Regions from separate parts of the Gossypium hirsutum genome. Here region 2 is linked to region 1. Evidence: chromatin contacts called from public Hi-C data. All regions are on one chromosome and are shown on one strand. Each heading gives the region's core, a stretch centred on a gene start, on an enhancer-like site or on the middle of the called end of the contact. The rest is flanking DNA. Distances are from core to core; before and after follow the strand shown. Region 1 holds the start of LOC107924680 (F-box protein At2g27310). Region 2 has its middle 17 kb from the start of LOC107924032.

The links. Hi-C and Micro-C count contacts between places; a contact is called where the count stands out from the background.
Region 2: a contact with region 1 is called in a Hi-C map of leaf, with 2.5 times the contacts expected there. The contact joins the enhancer-like site here to the promoter of LOC107924680 in region 1. A contact is called at or near these places in 6 of 34 Hi-C or Micro-C datasets (leaf and petal).

The regions. Positions count from the first base shown.
Region 1 is chrA11:13,661,637-13,669,554 of Gossypium_hirsutum_v2.1, reverse strand. It overlaps LOC107924680 (F-box protein At2g27310), which reads right to left and starts at 2,874. Exons shown (of 2, transcript XM_016855232.2): 1 at 2,506-2,874; 2 at 595-1,862. The coding sequence starts at 1,845. The coding sequence ends at 724. It overlaps LOC107923020 (small nuclear ribonucleoprotein SmD1a), which reads right to left and starts at 7,623. Exons shown (of 4, transcript XM_016853218.2): 1 at 7,446-7,623; 2 at 7,259-7,335; 3 at 5,435-5,626; 4 at 5,081-5,329. The coding sequence starts at 7,459. The coding sequence ends at 5,268.
Region 2 is chrA11:13,744,539-13,752,456 of Gossypium_hirsutum_v2.1, reverse strand. No RefSeq gene overlaps it. Among protein-coding and RNA genes, the nearest start is that of LOC107924032, 17 kb to the left of the region's middle. Within about 2 kb of position 4,441, at least 6 of the 9 cell types and tissues checked have an H3K27ac peak or open chromatin away from gene starts, as enhancers often do. A contact at or near this core is called in leaf, where this site is marked.

The DNA.
Region 1 (7,918 bases), core at 1,625-4,124:
AAATCCTTCTGTCTATATATTTTTCATGTTCATTTTACAATTGATATTTAAATTTTACATCTACTCTTCTCAACAATGTCATCTCTAAGAACATCAATTTTTTGCATTTTGCCTACACCTTCCGTTGAAAATAATATACATTGTTTTTCAGTATGGATGTAAGAGTGACTTCGTTGCATTCGATTGATTTTTTTAGACTAATTCTATATTTTAGAATTTCTTTTTTACTATTGACAAAGTAAAGTTTATTTTATGATTTTAAAACATCATTTGATAAATTATTCAAAAATATTTTAAAAGAAAACTATTTATTCAATTAAATAAAAAATAATCTTATATGACAATCTAAGATTATCTTTATTATTAAAATATAGAATATTTTTCATCATAAATAAATTAAATTGTAAAATTCGATTTGATTTAAATAGTTTTTTTTTTTTTAACTTGTATTTCCCAAGAGCCCAAAATCGAAGTTTATGCGAAGCGTTGCAGAGGTCGGTAAATGTGTAGGTATATAATGGAAGTACACCTCAATTATGTTGGCCCATCATCTTCATTCATCTTTTATACCTTCACCCTCTCATCGAATCAGAAGAGAAGAACGATTGCAACCTTTTTATTACTTGGACCAAAATTGAATCTTTACATCAAAAGCATAAAAAAGAGTTCAGAGATTGTTAGAACATCTTAGGAAAGGTGCTAATATAAAAGCAGCATCAACATTTACAATATGTAATACCAAAACGTGACAAAAGCAGCAATGCCACTTAAGATACAAAGTCTATCTATCCTGCTTTCGTTCCTCATCTTTTCCTCCTTCAACTCACTCTGCACTTTCGAGTACAGATGACATGACTCTAGAACCTCGCTGTAGTTTTTGCTTCTCCTGCAGCTTAGAGCTTCTTTCAGAATAAGCAAACTGTTTCTTCCGTTAACATGTGCACCTTCCATATCTTCCAACTGCATGCTTAGCTCCGTCAATTTGAGTGTCGTCTCTACGCCCTCCCCTTCTGTGTTCACGACTCTGAACTTCATTATCAGAATGCATTCCACTACTTGACATGGAAGGATGTCCTTGGCAGGAAGCACAGACCCGAACCTTATCACGAAATCTTTGTCCGTTGGCCAATGTCTCTGTCCGCCAAGAGGGCTCCAGCTTGCAAGGTTAGCAGCTTGTTTAACTTTCCGGTTTACAACGATCCAACTAAGGCGAAGGCCGTCTCGTAGCTCCTTCCATAGCTTCCCATCTTTCCTTTCCTTTTCCATAGAAGTAATAGGTGGCAGGCCATCAGAAACCGAAAGGGTAACCTCACTTTCACTATCATCATCTCTAGCTGCATAATTGAGAAGATCGATCCGAAACGGGCAGTTGTGAAACCAACTATTGGATCCATTTGCATTAGGAATACCCCACAGCACTTTTGAGCATATTGTTTTATCCTTATACCTGATATCCACAATTGAAACAAAATCTAGTGGTGAAATACTTTCTAGTTCGACGGTGTCGCCATAATACTCAGCTTCTGTCCACTCTTCGGGGTTCTCAAGATAGCCATTCCACTGATACTCCGTTACTTCCTTATTAACAATAAGCGGAAAACAATCCGCATAGAATTTTCTAAACCCACCAATCAACGAAATCAAACTTTTCACATCTTCCCTGTTGGTTGAAGGCCACATAGAAGAACAAACATTTTCCCATAATCTCTCCTCTCTAGAGATAGAACAAAACGTTGCACAAGCACATGCTGCGGCAGCCAAACTTGGACCATCAAGGCGCCTCAATATGTCGTAGAAAACATCAGTGCTCAACGATGCCATGCTCTCGATGGCTACCATTGACATAGCTCCAGGCCTCTAATCTACAGAAAACCACATGAAATGGAATTGTTCATAATTACTCGACCAGATAAGTTCAAGAACACCATTCAATTAAGCTCAAGGAGAACTTGAGTGCATAGCCACTCAATGTGGAACCCCTAAATGAGTCCAAAAAGAGATTTATTCAGAAATCAATAAAAGCTTTTTATCCCCAACAGAACAGCGTTCAATTCAACTCTATTCAGATAAAGCTAATGTAGTGAAATAATCATGTAATCCTTTTGCTTTGATTAGCAGATCTGAGTGAAATTTAAACTTCCTGTTTCATGCAAAAAAAAAAAACTAACACCAAAATTACTGAAAATTCCATTAACAAGTCAAATAATAACGCTTCATAGAAAGAAAAAAGTACCCTACAATCAACCCACATGCATATCATTCAAAAAATACCCCAAAAAAAGAGAGTTGAGTTTTTACAAGTTAGATCAAAACCCAGATTCCAAACCCAATTTCAGATGATCATAACAGATCACTTGAAAAATTACAAACAGAAATACGAAAACTCAACCATTAACACCAAAATTTAACCTTTTTTCTGGGCAGTTTCATCACCCTCATCGTTTTCTCCGATAACAAAAAAAATGCAACCCCAAAAAGAAAAAAAATCGACGAGGAGGAGATTACCTTAAATTGGGCATGCAAATGTAAGAAACATGCTGGCGAAACAACGTTGTAAAAGGAAACAACAGGGAAAACAGGAACAAACGAAGGGTACTGTGGGAAGGGAAGTGGGAATCAAAGTCAACGGAAAAAGGAAGAGAAGATTTAGAGCGCAATATGGGGATGGGATTTCAATGGTTAAGAGATCAAAGTGGTGTTGAGGTCATTTTCCGCTTTGCCTTTCTTTGACAGCTTTCTTGGGTACTGTGTTGTGTCTGTAGCTTGGCAGTTCGTCATGTTTTCAGATTTTTTTTCCTTTATTTGTTTTGTCCGGTTCTTATGGTACTGTTCTATCACTCCCTACTCATCTCTTGCCACGTCTTATTTTATTTATATTTTGGTTCTATAGAAAAACAGCATTGAAAAGTTTGACCATCCTCATTCCTCACCTCACGTCTTATAAAAGAAAAAGAGAAAAATCAATTGTCGGTATACAGATGAAAGAAATTGATTTCTTATCAGGACATTTAATATAGGTTGTTCTAATCATTAAATAAATGTGAATTAGATAAGTAGTCATATCTGGGGTTGCTATAACTTACGCCATAAGACAACAAAGAAGAGCTTTCTGGAAGATATTGGAATTACAGGTAGACATTTTGATGGTTCTTATGCCAATTTGCTTCCAGTTTTCCATCTCCTAGGCCAGCTGATCAGTTGCATTCGCCTTTTTGGACTGTCTAAGGAGGACCCAAGTAGTAGAATCTTTGTTTAAATATGCTTTGCCAAACCCACTATTTTTTGAAAACAAAAATTATTTTTAGAGTTAAATTGGACCGGAAATAAATTAGGGTATGAATTTAAAATAATAAAAATCCTGAATTTTATAATTTTTAAAACAATTTATTTAATTATATTGAATAGAGTCTACCCTTCGAAAGCTTTATTTTAAGACTAAATTTTGCATCCTTAATTACTCCTGGGATATTGATCAACGCTCTTGGAATAGAGACTAATGCAGTAATAAAGCAGTTTAAAAGAATGAAACACAAAGATTTCACTTCATGCAAATGAAAACGACCTCTGAGATTTGAACTTGTAATGAATTTTCATTTATGGGCACAAAAATGGAAGACAATATTGGGGTCGGAGAAATATGAGTCACATATGGCCACCTAGGTGATTTTACATCGATTGCACCTCAAAAATGAAAGAGAGAGAGAGCTATTTCCAAAAAAATAGCACCAGAACCACAAAAAAACAAGGTGAGGTGGTTGGGCTGAGGGGCACCTGAGGATAATAAAATGAAATAGAAAGATAAGGGAAGTTTTAGGTGAACTAAATAGCTTTAAGGATCACCAACATAATGAGTTGGTGATGCAAATACTTTTATTCTTTACAATTAATTTTTTTTTGACTAAATTTAGTTTAATCGAGATTGAAAATAGCGATGAAGGTAAGATTAATTATTATAATAGTGAGATTGAACACTATAATAATAAAATTAAAATAAATAGTGAGTAATATGTCGAAAACCAACTGCAATTGTAACAATAGGTGAGATCATAAAATGGTTATTAAAGACATTAAATTAAGTTGCATATGTAAAATAGCTAATTATATTTTACATTAAATAGTAAGATATATTGAATTTTTATTTATGTTAAAATGATAATTTTATTATTAATTATATTTGTATTTATTTTTTTATTATTCATGCACCTACTTATTTATAATTAATTCATACTAAAATGTATATGTTTATTAAATTATTATCAAGCCAACATTATATAGATTACATAATAAATTATTATGACCTTTGTATATATTTATTATAAAATATTAAAACATATTAAGATTATTCTATAATAAAAATTCAAATTGTATTTCATAACGACAATATGAAAGGTTAAATGGTAAAAATTAATTCTCACTGCAACGTCATTTCCTTCACCTATGCTTAATGCTCCAGCCAGTGAGGTGAAACTATTTTCACTTGACAAAATAAATTCAATAAATAAACTCGCCACAGTAGAAGGAATTGGGCATCCAAAGGAGCCCGCTTCAAAGAGAGAAAGCACTTACATATTTGATTTGATTTGATATTATATTTATAGTTAAGAGTTAATATGTAATGAATTTGGTTAAAAATATTTAACTGGAACTTAGATCTAATTTTTATTTTTTCATACGCTTTTATTTTATAAATATTTTTTAAAAATAATTTTTCATTTATATTTATCACACCTAGTACAAATTAATGATAAGTTAATACAAAACTACCCAAGTATAGGACGAAATACAAATTTTTGAATAAATTCGAAAGGTAACTACCTTCCGTCTATAGAATTACGAAATTCAGGGTTTTAAAGAGAGATTGCATTGAATTGAAGTACCAAACCTTAATCTAAAAGTATATGCTCAGCTTACTCTTACCCAACCTATTATTTATATATTAAAACTGAATCCTGAAAAATTTTCAGTGGGTGCTTTTGAAAAGTTAAAATCAGTTGCACCTTTTTATTTATTTATTTATTTGAATTTGGAATAAAATAGACTTTGTAAAATGATACGAGAAAAGTGGGGTAAGAGGAGAAACTAAAATTAAAGAGCGGTGAACCTCAGGATTCTTGATTAAGCTATTCAACCCAGGCTAATAATCACACGGAACAGTAAAACACCAATACAATTCCTTTAAAATTCGTAGCATCGCCCACAAATTCTCACTATAACAAAGCTGCCTACACAGCCAGCTGTCACAAAAATTTGGAAACAAAGCAACATATTCAACGGCCTCGACCACGTCCACGTCCACGCCCACGACCCCGACCACGTCCCAAAGGCCTGCCTGAATTTGGAAATGCATTACAAAGATAAATACTACAAGAAAACAAATTTATAAAAGCAGGGCATTCAAACAGAGAAGATAGAAGCCAGGAAGAAATGAGAATACCAGCTGTTGCCTTCTTGGGCTTCACTCTTGGTGTCTCTTCAACCAGCAATGTCTCAAGATTTAAGCTGTCAGGCAGGATATAATAGCGAATATTGTTACCCCTCACACTGAGGTGATCCAAACTCACTGGATTTTTCCCCTTCAATGTAAGTTTCACTGTTTTCAGATGGGTGTTCATGCTGATATCCACGCCTAAAACAAACATATCAAATCCAATCAGTCAACCAAAAATGCCTTACCAATATGTGTGTATGTTCAATCAGGAAATCACTAAGAATATTTAACAGTCTTTAAACTCTAATATTTACGGTCCAAACAGATGCTGCCAAAGTTCGAAACATACATAAAAAACTTTTTATTATAGAAATACAAAATAAGAGGGAGTGAGAGACATAGCAGCACATCTGTGAGCAAGAAATCCAGTAATGTAGGAGACTAAACCTATTATTGGGAAGCCAGAAGGAACACATATTACAAGCTACTGCAAAATGTGGACGCACATGTTTATGTGAATTTCGATCAAAGTCAAATAGTATATGCTCTTAGAAAAAGATTTTTCCCCTAAGCAAGATATCATCACACTATTTCTCCATCTATAGAAATCATCATGAGCTTAAAGTGTCCTAAGAAATGATCAGTTGTGTCAAAGAAAACCATTGCATCTTTTCCAGGAGGAGAATGGCTTCAAAGTATGTGTCATTATTAAAGTTAGGCACAGTAACTATAGTGTTCTCATTAGTGTTGTCTGAACTGGACCAAACTGGCTAGTCAGACCCAAAACCAGCCGGGGGTACTAGTCTGGTTGACCTGAAAACCGGAATGGACCAGTTGAACCGTTTTTTTATTTATTTATAATTTTTAAGTAATATTTTATCTTTTGAATTTTTACTGATTTATTTGCTCTAAACCGCCCAAACTGGGAACCAGTGGTCTGACCGGTTCCAAAAACATTGGTTCTCATGAAAACAGTAAATTAAATAATGCAATGTGGTTTCCATCGAAATAATAATAATAATCACGCAATGTGGCACCAATAAGACATTGCGTAGATAGACATGAATTTGCCGGTGTGATTTGACTCTTCAAAAACTCAGCAAGAAAGAGAGTAAATAATAAGAACTAAAAGGAAATAAACGGGTCCATTACTAAAACTACACAAACAGTGAAGGAGAGACCCAGAGGGCCCTAAAATGGTAAATATTTAATTTAGGCCCTTTATAATTTATAAAATTTTAAAAGTAATGGTAAAATTTCTCTTTAGCCCTCCAAAAATAATAAAATTTTGATTTAACCCTTTAAAAATTATAAAGATATAGGCTTGTACACAAAGTCATCCAATAACAACAAAGAGGTAAAAAGAAACTTGTGCATATAGTAATCAGTTAATTGCATAAAGAAAGTCCACAATTGACCCAATTTCATCTAGTATTAACCAACTCATAATAATATCATACCTGCACATTCAATAAGCAGAATAGTCAACACTACAACATACAGACTGCAAAACCAGTTCATCTTAAAAGGTATAACTAATGGATAACTGATATCATGCGTGATCAGTTAAATCTGTTCACAGTTTTTAAAGAAAGTAATATAAGAAAAGGCTAGCTACAGAATGCACAACCGAGATGGGAACTAGGATTTTAATTGGCATAACTCATTTTAGAAAAACAGAATAATGTAAAAACAAACCCTAAACATCTATGGCATATTGACAAGAAATTATAACAAACAATTTACAACTTGGCCAAAGCGCAGGGGTTAAGGTTTAGCTAAACCCTAATGTAAGGGGAAAAAAGAGGAAGAGAGGGAAAATAGAGGAACCTGTGATGGTTCCGTGAACGACGGTTCCGTTCTTGAGCTCAATCGACACCGTTTCATTGTTCAACTTCATCAAAAACCTGCACATTGTTTGTTCAATCCGAAACCATAATGAAGAGAATCTAAAAAGTTGCCTATGTTTTATGTTTCAAAATCAAGAGCTAACGTTGAAGAGGAAACTAAAACTGACCTGACGAGCTTCATTTTGAGAATGAAGAAGAGAAGTAGGGTTTGAAGCAAAAGGCGAGAAAGCAAGTCGAAGGAAGCGGGAAAGAGAGGAGACGGAGATGGACCTGTGTGCTGCTTCTACCAGGTATCGGAGTCGGAGGTGATTTGGGGCTCGGGCCACTGCTAAAAGGCCACTTTTGACTTCATAATAAAACGACGCCGTAGCTAGACTAGTTGTTAAAATATTGGGCCATTCATTTACTGAGGTGATGGCCCAACACTCTCACCACTCATCAAATCTTTTTTTTTTTTAATATAAGTCTAAACAAATCCATTAGTTATTTTACGTTAGGCAATACGTGGACTAAATCTCGATACAAAATAAAAGCAAGACATGTGAATGGATTGATTCATCAAGTTCTTATTGAAATAGGATCTACCAAGAAAAAACACATTCCATTTCTAAAAATATTTGGGTCAAAAAATAATTTTTAA
Region 2 (7,918 bases), core at 3,192-5,691, 81 kb before region 1:
ACAATATGAATATGGTGTTTCACTTGGTCTGGTCCCATACATCATGCGAACTTGTAGTTCCTTGTCTGCTCTATATTTTCGTATTCTTGCTTCTCACCCTTTTCCATCCTTTTGTGCAAAAGCAAAATTGTACTAATAATTACAAAGAATACTCAAGGAAAAGGAAAAGAATGCTGCAATATAATATATACATATCAGCCACAAAAGGCAAAGGGTCAGTTTCTCAATTCCCAACACCGCCCTCAAGCCAGTCCCTCTCAAGAATAAATAAAATATAAGCGAATTTTCTATAAAAATTAGTTCTTTTTAAGATATTTATGTAAATTTCAAAGTTTAGATTCATATTTTTTATTTTAAAATGTAATCATACTTATATTGCAATATTCATTTATCCACCTTTCATTTAAAATACAATTTGCTAAGGAGTTTTTAGCTAGGGTTTGCTTCATGATATTTTAGTAGCAGCTATATCCATACATATGGTTTTTATTTAAAACTAGAATCAATTATTTTAATTAAACTTTTAATGTAATTTCTTTATTTCTATTAATATTGAATTGTATCATTATAAAATTTTAATTTTTAAATTTTTAAATTTTTTAACAATGAAATTAAAAAATAATTATTATACTTAAATTTGTAATGTATATATGATATTAAAAGTATTTTTAAAAGAAACTTGAAAGGTTATATCCAAATATAACAGTAGTAAGTAATACTAATACCGGAAAAAAACCCACGTGGCGTATTGACTACCCTAATTGGTTGAATGTTAGAAGAGCTAGGTGTTTAAAACGTTACCTCGTAGATTTTCTTTATGTATCAGAGATGGTAAGTTGGTTTACCCACCTGTTCTTCCACCCGCCCACGTCTTTGTCCCCTTTCACTACAATTTCAAAGTTGGAACCACCATTTTCTTTGTTGTTTAATTTATCAATTATTACATTTTTACATCTTTTCCACCATTATATTTATCTACACGTTAGAGTTGAACTCTCTCTGCTAACTAAATTACTGAATCACAAAATACTTTCATTGTCTTAAAATTGAATTGGTATTATTATTATTATTTTAAATTTAGACAATTTAATTCTCAAGAATAATTATTTGAATGTATTTTTTGCATCCACTTCTTGGCAACATATCAATATAAATCTCTCATATCAATCACTACTTTTGACAACTACTACCACTTGACTAGCCTAACTTACTTTAAACTAACCTATGAAAATATAGTACATGGCACCTCAAGATTATAGCTAAAGGTATATAAACCCTTAGCCCTCACCAAAAAGGGATCCCTTTCTCTCTCTTCACTCTCTCCTTTCTCTTTTCATTCTTCTCTAACCACCTCTCTAATCGAAATAATTAGAGCACCATGTACTATGACTCTTCGCCTTACCCTAAACAATGTGAACAATCTCATATTTTCATTGCCTCCACTTTATCTAATTCTAGCATCAACAACTAATATGGTGAACATGGAACACTCCCAACTTAATTTTCTTTCTAACGGCTAACCAGAGACAAACATCCCCTCTGACCAAGTTTAAAACCAACCCCAAAATCTTATCCAAACTCAAACAAGTCAAAACTTTGGAGCATACTATTATGATCCCTACAACTATTATCCCTTCACAACAACAACACTAGCAAAACTATCCACCGCAACAATATCACCAGCAAGGTTGTCCCCTATCATAGGTTCCAACAAGGATATTAGGAAACATATCCAAATTAGTAAAACCACCCAGAACTAGAATACTAGCTCTTAGCAGTTTTTAAAGCTATAAGAACTTTTCAAAAACCTACAAGAACAACTTAGAAAATCACTAGAGTCCCAACAGTGGAAACAACAAGCATACCTACAACAACAAAAGCAACTTCAATGTAGTAGCTGTACAGAGATGAGATAGAAGTGGTATTATCCACTGTTATGTAGTTGCCACGTCCTGCTCCACTACACAACCTGCTCCACTATGGATTTTTAATTTTGAAATTTACTATCACTTCTATAGATATTGTATGCATCCGTTTTCACTTTACTCTACTCTATTTCACCCTGCTCTATTTCAATTTAATTTTTACTTCTGTTTCAATTTAATTTTCACTACTTATTTTAAATATTTTTAATCTCTTCCATGTAAGTAAATATTTAAACATAATTCTTCAAAAAAATTCAAACATAAAATGTATGAATTTTTCTATGACACATTATTACATTTTTATCCTTTTCAGGATTATATAAATACAATTATAAAATTATAATTTCTAATAATGGAATAAGGCAAGGTGAAATAAGTAATTACCATAACCGCTTCATAATCACAGTCCAAAAAAAAAGCACTCGCCCTTACCCTCACCTCATATCCACTTTTTCAAAAAAAAAAATCACTCTATTTGGAGCGGATTATTTCAAAATCTATCAGGTAGTTCAGCTTTTAACATCCCTAATTAAAGTTAACTCTCTTAATTTTAATGACATGATGATAAATTTAACCTCTAGTGTTTACTTATTTTGTCATTTTGGCCCTAAAATTTTTGAATAATTTCAACCGACAACCATTTGTTTAGGTTCATTGTGGAGGTGTAAATATATATATAACTATTGAGGTTTTTTTTATAAAAAAAATTTAATTTTCGAAAATTTTAATAATGTTTTATATTTTTACCATTTATTTGTAACTTTTTACGATATTCCGAATTTATATCCAAAATGAACCGAGACAAATGGTTGTCCATGTTCAAATGAATGTCGATACCAGTTTGTCTAGATTCATTTCGAAAGTAAATGTTTTAAGATTTTTTTTATTTTTTAAATATCTATTGACATGTCATGACATGTGTCAACTCCATCAACCATGTCGGCACGGTTAAGAGTCAGACTAATTAACTAACTGTTTTCGTTAATGGAATGACTTAATTGATTTTTTTTACTATAAAGACTCAATTAGTTTTTATTTTATTTTTCACTAATGACTTTTTAAACCATGTTTTCGAAAAATAATAATCAATAGAGAGAGGAGATGCCCCAATCTTGAGCTATTCATTTCAGCTTTCTTTTAGCTATTTATTCTTAGTCTTGTAGTATGTTTCAATCATCAGTGTATAATTTGGAGCTGATTTGATAATTCAATATATTGTTGTTGAGATATAATAAGTAAATACTTCATAGATTTGGGAGTTCAAGGTGTAACTAATGAATCAAGGGAATGGGGGTCATAGATTGAGCCCCAAAACTGTGAAAGGGCAAGGGCTTAATGCCCTTTGGACTGCCGCATCAAATCCTGGTGAAATATTTTGTTGTTGCGCTACCAAGCATGCATTAACTTCAAAAGAAGGCTGATGAGATTTTGCTTTTCTTTGATCTGATTCAACAAACCATAGCATTCATAAAGTGATACAGAGGGCTGTGCCCAGGCAAAGGAACGCAGCCGAAAACATCTTATCATAAGCCAAGTTGTGCTTCAATTTTTGCCCCAAAATTTTCTACAAAACTTTATATTAGATATAGAGGCATTTGTTGATTCACTTCTCACCTTTCGAGTTTAGATCAGTTGCGCATTTGAATTTATGATGAGGAATGATCATTCCTCAACTCCATAAATAAAGCTTCCATCACTTCATGGATTCAGACTCCATATATGAGTTCATGAATCTAGTTCAAGCTGAATCTGGATGATGTATTAGATCTATATATCATGGGTTCTATTTTTTAGATTTGAGCTTAACCATATTCCTAATAGAATTTCAATCGTCTCTTGTCAACGAGCTACTGGTTAAGGTGGTATAATATTCTCATCTTCTAAAGATGAAAATCCCAAGTTTGAAATTCGAAAAACTCATTTATTAAGAGTGTTGACTTTAAACACTTCTGATCCAATAAAAATTAATCCCAAATTATGTGTCACCAAGGACAAAATGAGTTACCTTTTGGTCGAAGACAGCGGATTAGCAGAAGATGAGAGGTAACCACTGTAAAAACTAATTAAGCGGCAATTAAAAACAATAGTTGGTACAAAAGTTGCAATGGGGCTGAGCGGGATCATTTGATATTTGTAGAAATTATGAATCATGATGCCAAGGCCTCAGCCTAAAAATATATTTGGGAAGACATGAATTAGTGATACCCTTCTCCAACATTGTGTGCATTTGGAGTTTGCATCTCTTCGCAGCCGATGCGACTATAAATGGGACGTGACTGAAAAAGAGCTCCATGAGCAATTGTCATGCATTTTAAATTAAGAATGTTAGATGGTGATGCTGGGGCATCTGCCATCTTCGCCTAACCTTCTTATAAATTGGTTGCCGCCAGTGCCAGCCCAAGATTTTTAATTTCTTCATGATGGCTTCGGCCTTTCTGGCTGGGTCAGTAGGGTGGATATGTTCGTAGGTAATGTCTAGAATATAGAAGGCCACCCCACTAAGCAATTAAATGAGTAACTCTTAGATTCGTTTCGTCGTTGTGGCATTGGCCCAACAAATGGGTAGGCTTTCCTTGCCATTGGACATTGTTTGAATGTGTTCTTTGTTTCCAAGGTTTTGCCCCACTTGATGATTTGTTGGATGACAAAAAAAAAAATGGAGATTGTTTGGCTAATAATGAGCAAGTCGAATACAGATAATCTTTTCAAATTCAACCATATTAAGCATGGCAGAGGCACCTGCACCGCACAGCACCTTTGCTCGCATAGCTGCCGTGCTTCATATTGGTTTGGTCCCCAGTGGAATCTCCACTTATTGTTTGTCTCTACTTTACTGATTTTAATAAAACTTCTTTTTGTCATTATATTAAATTTTAAAGAGATTAAATGCAATTTTATTATTTTTCTGGGCAAAGGCTGCCTCTGTAGTGCAGGATCTGACCCTTTTAGAGCAAAATTAGGCGACATCATATTTTGATGGGTAAAAGCATCGATTTTGAGTCCTCTTTCATGTGTTTTATGGAAACAGTAAGGTGCTATCTTCTTGATAAGTTTTGGAAAATTATATAGTTTAGTATTGACGGATATCAATAAATTTTTTGAAGCCTCATAATATGATTTTAGTTGGAGTTGTAAAATAGGCCCTTTATATCTAAAATTAATTTTGTTGATTTGATTATTGAAGAGGCTAATGCTCTTATTTTTATGCTTTTGATTTAAATTATCCGGATGTCATTTATCAAATTTGTATTTACTTATTAATCCGTTAATACAAAATTATATTTCTAACTTCTGAAGGTTAGTTGTTTTTTCACATGCCAAATAATCAAATCGATTGATGATGATGAGGGGACCTTCGTTTGTTTGTAAACCCAAAACCCCAATTCCCTTCCCTTTTCTCATCCTTTCTACATTGTGTTTTCCTAAAAGATGTCAACCAAATGTACGGATGGCCTTTTTTATTTCCCGTGCCACGGAGCCGACTTCATCTACATTTTATTGGTTAACATGTATGTGCTCGAAGTTATTTCTTTTTTCCTATTGTGCTTGTTTTTAGGTAGGTATACCACTATACAGGGTTTGCTTATTGCTAAACACACGTCTTTGGTTTTCCAGGTAAACGTCACATGTACTCTAATCATCTTTTATTTTTATTTTTCCTTGCATAAAAGTAATTAAAATGATAATAAATTTAACTTGGTTAAATTCCATCCAAATGTTTTTTTTAAGTGAAAATAAACAAAGAAATTACGTCAAATTAATTTAAGCAAAAATATCACTAATTTTATCTTTTAACACTTCATTCAAACACCTGTAAACTTATCTTTTAACTTAAAGTTAATTTAATCAAATAATCAGTGACTTGATTATCTTCTCTAGAAACATACTTAATTCGCATATGACATCTTCAATCTTTTTAGTAAAAGAATAACACATGTCAATATGAAAATGATACATTTAAAAAGAAAACGTAGGTGGAAGAAAAGAAAATGGCCCTCAAAGGCAACTTCCCAAGATTAATCATAAAATGCGTCACCCTTATATTGAGTTAGTAAATGGCTAATTGTGTTATTGGGTATGGAATTGAGGCAAATGTCATTTTCAACCTTAATCTCCACTTATAACCGAGTTAGGTTCCTGTCTCTCAATTAAAATGAATGATAAAATTAGGGTCCACCAAATTTGAGCTAATTCCGCGTAATATTCTGCCTCTGCTTTCAATTATTATTTTATACAATAAGACAAAAACAACCTAATTAACTGCATACCTAGGATTGCAATACTATGAAAACTGATGATATAATATACTCCACATGATTTCAATTATAAAACCTAGTTTTATATATATTAAAGGGAGTAGGGTTTGGTATAATAAACTTGCTACTATATACAGATTGTCTTGTCTTTCTTAACTAAATATAGAAGGATGAAGATGTTAGAGGATTGATCCAGTTTGGACTGACAGAATAGCTGTTTTTCATTTTATGGAGAGAACATGGGAACCACTCTCATAAACATTAAAGTGCTCTACTCCCAAATCAACATAATCTCAGAAAAGCATTATTATTTTATAATATAATATAGTAGGGATTTTAAAAGGTATGGTGTCTGGAGCAGGTTAATTTTACCCACTTATTTAGTGCTTTGAAATTCCCAACAACGTACATTTTTCGTACACATTATTAAAATAAAATAAAATAAAAAAAGTAGATTGAATCAACCATTAAGCTCTTTCTATTTCGCTTCAATGACTGAAATGATAACAAAAAGAAATAAAGCCAAATCAAGCACGGAACAAACAGACAATATAAAGTTGGGAAATCGCAACATTCCCCACTATGGTTTGTCCGTACAGTCTGTTCACTCGTATCAACCAACCATATTTCTAAACCTCGTTATATAAATAAGCGTATTCTCCTAACATATATTCAATCTTAAAATTACACTTGGTCTGTAGCATCAAAATATCAGACAGTTGTAATCGTATTGTATGATTAGAGGATATTAAAGCATGAGATAGAAGAAGCACAGCATTACATGACATTGCAACTTAATTCTTCTACCAACCATTTAGGATTTTTGCAGGCCTTTCTGCAATGGACATATTTATAAATGCCACTCTTTTGAAATACTCCATTGTATAAGTATAACCCTCCCAATAAATAATCACAAACAGCTAACCCTTCCCTTCACTTTGATTCCGAAGAAATTTATGATTATTATGCTGTTTAAAAAATCAGATGAAATGCCAATGAGTTATTGGTTTAATTGTAGATCAGGTGAAGGTTCTGGGCCCATATTTGATCATGTGCGATTATTATTGTATAATTTGTTCACTTTAATATGTATTGTACAAGTTTTTAGGATATGTTTTTGTATTTGTATTTGTACTTGTTATTGTTAAGTTATTTTCATTAATTCAAATGTAAACTATTTATTAATATATTTAAAAATATGAAATTAATTATAAATTGAATAAAATTTTAATTTGGCTTGGTTCAAATAATTGCAGTTTGTGAATCGAAAATTAAATGAAACGGAACACATTTAAACATTTAAACCAAAATCAAACCAAATTTAATAAAAACGAATTGAGCTGAACCAAATATTATGATTCATATCTATTTTTGTTATATCCTAAAATTCAACCTAGGATAAGGTATGAAAAGTCCACTAAAAATATAAAGCCTAAATCCACAAAGAAGCAACCTCATGACACCTCGCCCTTACAAACTAGGTAACTTTTGTTTTGCCCTTAAAACCCCTTCAATACCCTCACCTAAGCACCATCTTCTTGAAACCCACACGATCCAAAAGAGATATATATTGAGAAGACTTTCTGCAGGCACCTATAAATAAATCACATCCAACAGCTCCCTTAGCTAGTCCTTTCAGGTCAAGTCCAACAACACCTCAAGTTTACACTCACCTCTACTACGACGCTAAGGCTCAAAAGATAAGGGCCATCTCCTCTATAAGTACCCTAAGATAAG